Regions from separate parts of the Rattus norvegicus genome. Here region 1 is linked to region 2. Evidence: chromatin contacts called from public Hi-C data. All regions are on one chromosome and are shown on one strand. The core of a region is the stretch at or near the end of the contact, and the rest is flanking DNA. Distances in the headings are between cores, read along the strand shown.

What was found. Hi-C and Micro-C count contacts between places; a contact is called where the count stands out from the background.
Region 1: a Hi-C map of the A7r5 cell line shows a contact between it and region 2, with 7 times the contacts expected there. The contact joins the enhancer-like site here to the promoter of Foxf2 in region 2. A contact is called at or near these places in 5 of 12 Hi-C or Micro-C datasets (the A7r5 cell line, the Rat2 cell line, Schwann cells and 2 more).

Annotation. Positions count from the first base shown.
Region 1 is chr17:33,475,292-33,479,394 of GRCr8, forward strand. No RefSeq gene overlaps it. Among named protein-coding and RNA genes, the nearest start is that of Exoc2, 240 kb to the right of the region's middle. Within about 2 kb of position 2,005, at least 8 of the 93 cell types and tissues checked have an H3K27ac peak or open chromatin away from gene starts, as enhancers often do. A contact at or near this core is called in the A7r5 cell line, where this site is marked.
Region 2 is chr17:33,049,802-33,053,796 of GRCr8, forward strand. It overlaps Foxf2 (forkhead box F2), which reads right to left and starts at 1,458. Exons shown (of 2, transcript NM_001400749.1): 1 at 1-1,458. The coding sequence starts at 1,087. LOC120097779 (a long non-coding RNA gene) reads left to right here and starts at 1,489. Exons shown (of 3, transcript XR_005495507.2): 1 at 1,489-2,057.

The DNA of each region.
Region 1 (4,103 bases), core at 755-3,254, 430 kb after region 2:
CTATTGAGCATACTTACTGGAGAATAAGTCTATGAAGTGAGAGCCAGTTAAAACTACCTTTTCCACAAGAAAAACTTGTAGTTAGCCCTAGAGTGGCCTGCACTTGGGTTCTACTTGGAAGCCCCAACTTGGTCCTTGCTTGCCTGCCTGTGGGGCATAAAGTTAGATGCTATCAAGTTGAATTATTATTTGTGGGTTCACATGTTTCCTCTCACTTCTGTTTCAACCCAGAGGATGCCTGTTCATATTTTTGTTCTCTGTATGTTCCAATCAAGTGTTCACGAAATGTTTTACAAATAAAATATCTAATAAAATAGCCAAGAGTCAAAATTTCACGACTTTAGTGAATTAAAGTGATGGGGTAGCTTACGACATAGAGGTGACAACACTACAGTGTGAAACACATTAAAAGTGAGAGTCTTAGAAGTCAGCCCGGTTCTGGCAAGACAGGCTCTGAGACAGTAGAACGTACTTCTTCCCTTTAGGTACCCAGTGAGGCTGTGTGATATCAGAGATAATTATGTCAGAGCAGTGTGGAAGAAAGGGAAAATAACAACTTGGCATACAGAAACCACCCTGGGTTTTTTTCCAACACATTCATCAGTAAAAATCACTTCCCGTTACTGGGCTGGAATAAGGTGATGAATCCACTCTTAAGTCACCCAGGTAGCCAGATGGTCTCTCTGTTCCTGGGGAGAAGCCAGAGGAGGGAGCAGCCACCAGAGCTCAAGCCGCTGCTGTCCTCTTGTGGCCTGCTGGATGCTGTGCTCTCAAATCCATTCAAGAAAGGAGAAGCCATCAGCCTACCTGCAGCTCTGAAAGCTACCATAGAAACGGGGTTTCTTTTCCAAAAGGGCTGAAAATGAAGAATATCTATGCATGGGACACTGCCCAGCAGGTATTTCTTGCCCAGACTGGGCATGAGTGGATGGAAACATCCATTCCTGAGAAGGAGGGAGGCTGCATCTTTGAGTGGAATTTCCCCACCTCTTAGTGCTGGTAGAACAGTGCTCTTCCACAGGACAGTATATACTGGTTTATTCACTGGGGAGTGATGGGCAAGCTGGAGCAAACGTGGACTAGAAACAAGCAGCTGAACAAGTCTAGATCCAAACTTCCCTCTGCTAAACTCAGAACTACAGAGCTGCTAACAGTCTACCCTGTCTGACCATGAGTCCCGTATTCTGAGTTTAATCAAAATGTACTCACATAATAAACAGCATCAAGTACCAATAATATACAGGTTGCCTCAGGGGCTCATCGTTTAGGACCACACTGCCCCCTTGGAGTTTAGGGTTTGTGTTGTCAAATATCAGAGTTGGGACCCATCTTTCAATATGAAATTCATTCATGCATCACAGCATGAGGTAACTTATATAACATTTTCAACGTGCCAGTGTCTGATTGTCATCTATCACTTGAGGTCAATACGGAATTTTCCATTTGTGGTATCTTAGTGCTGCTAATTTCTGATTTCAAAAACTCCAGTTGGGGAGTTTCTTGTAATGAGTGCTGAGCATAGAGCGTGTGAAATGTTCTGTGCCTTCTAATCCAGGGAGCAAGCTTACTTGCCTTTTTCTGGGTCTAACAGCAAAGTCTTTTGTGCCACAGAGAACTCAAGTCCCTGCCTGACTGGCAAGCAGCTCATGAAGGACAGACCCAACAGACACGCTGATGTTCTCCTGCCCCAAGAATCCCAGTTGAAGACTCCACAAGAACATGTAGAAAGTGGAATCAGCAGGAGAAATACACGAGATTTTCAAAGAACTATAACAGTGCCAACTATAGCTGGCACTGTCCAGAGGCCTGGACCCCACCCCTAGGGTGGCACAGGGAACTGCAGGTGCCACCAGCCCGCTGACCATCAGGGAGACACTCCCATGAATCTAAAGTTAGGGGACAATCTATTTGAAAGGCACCATTCAAAGGCAGCACTGTGTGATGTTCTGAAGGAAGTCACTGGGTACAGAAAAGGTGACTCACAGGCAGATCTGAGAGGCCTATGGGTTATTTTGTCTACACTGAGGGAAGGTTACAATAAGCTGATGTCATTGTGACGGGCATAGTCTGTTTCCCTCTGAAAGAATTCATTTCCAGCGGCGGGGGGTAAGTGTTAGATCTTTTGTTTACCTTGCAGTGGAATTCCCAGCCGTGCCCATGGAGTTCTGAATTGCCAACTTTTGTGAAGTAATCCAGAAGGGTAAAGAATTCTGTTTCCCTTACTGATACAAGAAGCCTTTCTTTATTAATTCATGAGAGGAAAAACAATTATCTTCCTATGAATTTTTTTTCTGGTTACTTTCAAATGAACCAGAAAGAGGGGATACTTGGATGCTCTCAACAATGGAAGCAAGTGGCTGGCCTCATTTTTCAGATACTCCACGAAAGGCAAGCATAGAACTCAAATGCCAGGCAACTTGTTCTGAAGAAGTGTGCTGATTTACCCAAGTTGTGTAGTAACTATACAGCAATCAGTGAGAGATAGATAGATAGATAGATAGATAGATAGATAGATAGATAGATAGATGGATGCTGACACACACAGTTGACTCATGGTGCATGTGTAGAGTCCTTATTGAAAAGCAGTAAGCATATAGCAGATGGGTATATGACTAAGAGGACTAAATATAATGCCATGATTTTTGATGGTAGAATTTCTGATCATTTTGATTCTGGATAAGTAGGAGTTGATAATGGAGAATAGATGATAGATAACTCATCAAATGTAGTTAATGTAATTGAGATGTTCTTGAATATAGAATGTAGTACAAATATATTCAATGTAGATCAGATTAAATATAGTCAACGTAATGTTGTGATAACAGTGAATTAGAAATAAAAAGAGCTAGGCATAGTCACACACCCCCATTAACTCCAGCATTTTAGGTAGCTGGGCAGCCAGAGTCAGAAAGTCCAATGTAGCCAGAGTACATAGCAAGAGCCGTGCCAAAACTCAAGCAAATATATAAAAATAAAAGATGTCTTAAAGTGCAGGAGCTTACGATGGGAAGAATCCTCCATCTTTCTTGGTGAGATTCCTCTGTTCTACCACAGCAGCACTGTACTGGTTGTTCCCATCCAGGATTTGTCAGAATCAACTCTGCCTTGCAGCTTTCTCATTGAGAAGCAATGAATTGGCCTGGAAACAATTATGAATTGTTTAGGCGATTCTGGGCAGGCGGATCTAAACAGAAACGCTCTTGTAAAGTGGACAGATGTAGGTTATTTCACTTACTGTCAGCTTCATCCCTTCACTGAGCAGACAAGGATATAATGGCTTGAATGCCGAACCCACCTTGTGACCATAACAAAAGAACATACACCTTACAGATAGGAGAGTGGGGACCGGGGGGACACACTTGACCTACGGTGCATATGTGGAGATCAGAGGACAACTTGGAGGGCTTGGTTTTCTCCTCTACCATGTGGGTTTGGGAGACTGAACTCAAGCAGCCAAGCTCAGCTGGGGGAAGGATCTCTTACGTTCTTCTACCCACACAGGGAGGAAAAGGAGGAGAGGAGGGAATGGAGAGGAGGAGGGAGAGGAGGAGAAAGAGGAGGAGAAAGCCTGTACACAAGCTCACAGAGGGCGGGAGAGACAGAGAGATAGAGAGACACAGAGAGATGGGGACAGAGCATATCATACATCCAGAGCTTTTGACATACACATACTTGAGAGTTTTTACTGTACTCATCGATATCCAGAGGACATTTTATGGCGAGAAGGATTTTGTTACATCTTTTATAGAGCATTAAAGATTTCTTTAAAATGTTCCTTCAGCGCTGTATATACTGGGCAAGAAATCCTTAATGTTCCTGAATTTGTTTCGGCCTCAATTTAAGATTGCCCCGTTAAATAAAGTGTCTTAAAAGCCGCATGCCTGTGTGTTTTGACTTAAAATTAAAAGAACTCTGTGATTCTTTTGATTTTGTTAATATTCCAAAAATAAATATTTGACTCATAAAGGTTAGGGGATTCGTTCCTGTTTACAGCTGTGCACATGTCTTGTGCCGGTGCCAGTTCTGTCAGCCACACAGCTGTCCCTCCAGTGGGCTGTGGCCAGCCAGCTGTGTGCCCTAGGTTGTTTGAAGACTGTTAAAAA
Region 2 (3,995 bases), core at 208-2,707:
GATTACTGCTTGGCGTCAGGGCAGGCGGCTGCTTGAGGTAAGGTGAAGCGCCAGGCGAGCTCCAATGTGCCGCAGGGCTAGTATAGGGCGAATGGCACTCGATGGCGCTTGCCATGGCCGGGGATGAGGGCACAGGGCTGCTGCTGCTGTCCGGCCCATAGTCACCGCCGCCACCGCCGCCACCCGCTGCCGCACCGACGCCCGCAGGACCTGCGGGTACCGGGCAGCTGGCCATATAGGTGGAGCCCGGGTTGGGCGACATGTGGGGGACGTGATGGTGGTGGAGGTGGTGTGGGTGCGCGTGGCCCGGAGCACCCGCCCCTGTATCATACCCTGCGGGCATCATGTCGAGGCCACCATAGCCGCCCTGGCCGTGGCAACCCAGGGGCGCTGACGGGGGCGCTTGGAAGTCGAAGCCCTGGGGCAGTAGCGAGGCCCCGAAGCCCAAGCCGCTCACCACGCGATGGTACATGGGTTTGAGAGCCTGGCACTTCCGCCTGAAGCCGCGCGGACGCCGGCGGAACGAACCCTCCTCGAACATGAACTCGCTGGCCGGGTCGATGGTCCAGTAGTGGCCCTTGCCCGGTCGCCCGAGGCCCTTGGGCAGCTTGATGAAGCATTCGTTAAGCGAGAGGTTGTGGCGCACAGAGTTCTTCCAGCCCTGGTAGGCGCCACGGAAAAAAGGGAAGCGCGCCTGCAGGAACTGGTAGATCTCGCTGAGCGTCAGGCGTTTGCTGGGCGAGCTCTGTATGGCCATGACGATGAGCGCGATGTACGAGTAAGGAGGCTTCTCTGGCCGTCGCAGCCCGGAGGTCGCCTTCTTAGTGCCCCCACTCCCAGCGCCTGTGCCGCCGCTGCTCGCCGCACTCTTGCAAGCACCCGCCGAGGCGCTGACCGAGTTGGAAGAAGACGAGGCACAGGAAGCAGAGGATGAAGAGGACGACGACGAGGTGGACTCCAGGGTGGCGGCGGGTGGCGGGCTCATCAAGGCGGCCTGGAGCGCGCCGGGCGCCGGGCTGCACGCGCGGCGGAGTGGGGCAGGCGGCGGGCGCGGCGGGGGTGGCGGAGGCCCGCCCTCGGTGCTCATCTGGGAGCCGGGAGCAAGGCCCGGCCTGGGGGGTGGACCCCGGACGGAGATTGGCGGCGCCGGAGCCGGGTCGGTCCACAAACCGAGTGAGTGCCCTACTGCGCCGGCCGCGCTGCAGCCGGGGCCACTGCGGGCCAGCGCTTCGGCGTCGCCTCCCTCAGCTCTTCTGGGGCTTCGGGCGGCGGCGGCGGGTCGAAGGCAACGCCCCGCGCATCCCTCTTCCGAGCCTCCGGCCCGCGCCTTGCGCAACCGTCTCCTAAGCCACCGAGGCGACGCTGCCTGGGGCCGGACAGTTGCGCCCTCGAGCCAAGATCTCAGCCCGGACCCCGGGGACTAGCCCGTCGTCTTCTTTCAGGAGTGCTCCTCTCTCTGTCTCTTGGACTTCCTCCCTGGCGCGCCCTCCCCGCGGCCGCTTCGCTCCCTCCCTCCCTCGCTCCCTCCCTCCACCCCACCCCGCCCTGCCCCCTCCTCGCTCCGCGCCGCCCGCCACGGGGAGGGCGCACTGGGCTCGCGTCACTCCTCCCCCTCTGGACCTGGCTGCGGGCTTCTGCTCTTATCGCCTCCCGGACTCTCCGGGGTCCTGCTCGCACTACAAATTCCTTTCGGGCTCTTTCCCTTTCCCCATCTGCCCTCTTCAAAGCCAGGGCTACAGATCCTCAGGCATTCTGCTGGGAGGAGAACTCCCAATCCTGGCAAGACTCGACTACCTCTGACTTCAGCAATTCATTCTCTGTCCCTTCCAGCAGCCCGTTTCTTATCACAGAAGTGCCCCAACCCCGCAACCCGTGAGTGGACACACCCTGCCCCTCCTCCACCCCCGCCGGACCCTGTGGGGACTGAGTTTTGGGGAGACAGTGCCCTGGAAGAGCTTCCTTAGCTACGGTCCCCAGTGCCCGAACTGACACCATCTGTCAACTTCATTTAGACAGTGCGGCCCTCAGCCACACGCCAGGGTGCCAGACGTCCCAAGGTAATGTGCCAATCCTGGGTCTCTCTCTCTCTCTCCCTCTCTCTCCCTCTCTCTCCCTCTCTCTCCCTCTCTCTCCCTCTCTCTCCCTCTCTTTCTCTCTCTGGCTGGACATGCAGGCTTCTGAGAGGTCATAGCAGAGGGCAAGTCCAGGGCGCCTTTGAGCTGTGCCCAGGGCAGTTATGAGCATATTTTCAGCTGAGCACTGGGGTTTGGGTGGAGAAACCTGGGCCAACTTTTAGGGACTTGGGACTCTCTTGAGTCGAATGGATTCCGATTTTTATTTACTTCCACCTTCCACTGATTGTCATTTCCACGTCATGGAGAGAGTAGTAGAGGGAGAGAGAGGGAGAGGGAGAGCCTGCCTGAGGTGAGGAGATAGTTGTATTTATCATCAACACGGAAGGTAAGCGCAGCAGCCAGTGGGTTTACAGTGTCAGTCTTCCCGCCCCCCAATGTACCATGGCCAAGCTCACTTCATTCGAGAACACTCCTCCAGTTGTGGCTTATTCCTCTCGGTAAGAGTCGGCTCAGAGAGAGATGGCCCTCGGGAGAAATCATTCCAATGAGACCCGACAGTTAGTTATTGGATTACACGTGCGGGGAAATGTAGTCTGACCTCGGACAGGGGCTGCAAAGAGAGTTGCAGGCTGAAGTAGGCCTGACCACACAAGGGCTGGTGGCCAGGCCCAGAGGGAAGGAGATGCCCACCAGGGGGACAAATAGAAGGAAGGCACAGTAATGCACCAGCCCTGAGAAGTCTGCGTTTGCCTGGTGTGTACTGAGGAGTCTGGGAAGATGGGAGGGAGGGCAAGGAGGAGAGTGCAGGACCCAGTAAAGACGTTACAAAGAGCCTTGTGGAGCGAGTGGGGTCTGGCCTCCTGGGGGTGGGGAGCTGCCCCAGCTCTCAGTGTCCTAGTGCACGGGGACTGCCCCTGATGGAGATTGTTGGTGGGTCTGAGGAACAGAGGAAAGGGCGGGTGCGGGAGGGGGGGAGGGGGCTGGCCCCAGACAGTGACCTGAAGTTGAGTGGAAGCAGGCTTTTTCCATCAAACCCTGCCTGGATACCACACACAGAGCCCGAGTGTCAGTTTACTGCCCTGAGCCCGGCTCCTTTTCCCTAAGCTCCACAGTAATTAGACAAAGAAAACCTAAATTAGCTGAACAGGCGTCGACAGCTTCCTCCAGAGCACCCCTGGTACCTACATGGGAATGTGTCCGAAAATGGCCCGATTGTAGCCCAGAGTCAGCTAAGAAAACACCACCAAGCAGAACTGAGTGGACCGCTCATTTGCAAGAGAAAAAAGAAACAAGTCGCTCTTTTCCGGAAGGGATGTTTTGATTGGGTTGGGGGTTGAAGTTGTTTCGACTTTCTAAGAATTTCTTTTTGAGTGACTAGCGAACATTTGGGGAGCAAATCCCCATTTATTTCATGCTGATCCCCGCCTCCTTTGTCATTTTGCCTGTTCTAATTTTGAATGAGACTGAATATGGAAGCAAATATGTGCTTAATAAACCAAAGTTCTAAGTGTCTGAAAAGCATGGCTTAGATGAAGTAAAAATTGGGTAGAGGTGGGAATGGCTCAAAGGAGCTCTGTGGGCAGACTTCGGTGTTGGTAAATGTGTTTTTGTGTGTGTATGGAAGTGGGAAAAACATTGGTTCTGGAAGAAGAGTGAGGAGGAGGGGACGGCGTTTTGTTGGCAGGCTACATGATTGAGAGACTTATATGAAATCAGTTTTGTGGTCAATCAGCTATCCATCCACCTGTTGTGTTTCCTGCCCCTGGGGATTCAATGAACCTCACCCCCTCATGGTACTTGCTTTTAAACACTGGCCTTAAAGGTTTTAGGTCTGAAGAGACTGAAGGCAATATGCCTTTTAAACTCAAGACAAGGTTTGATAACCTTCCCTCAGTTTGGGGGCCAAGGAGGGTTTTTTGT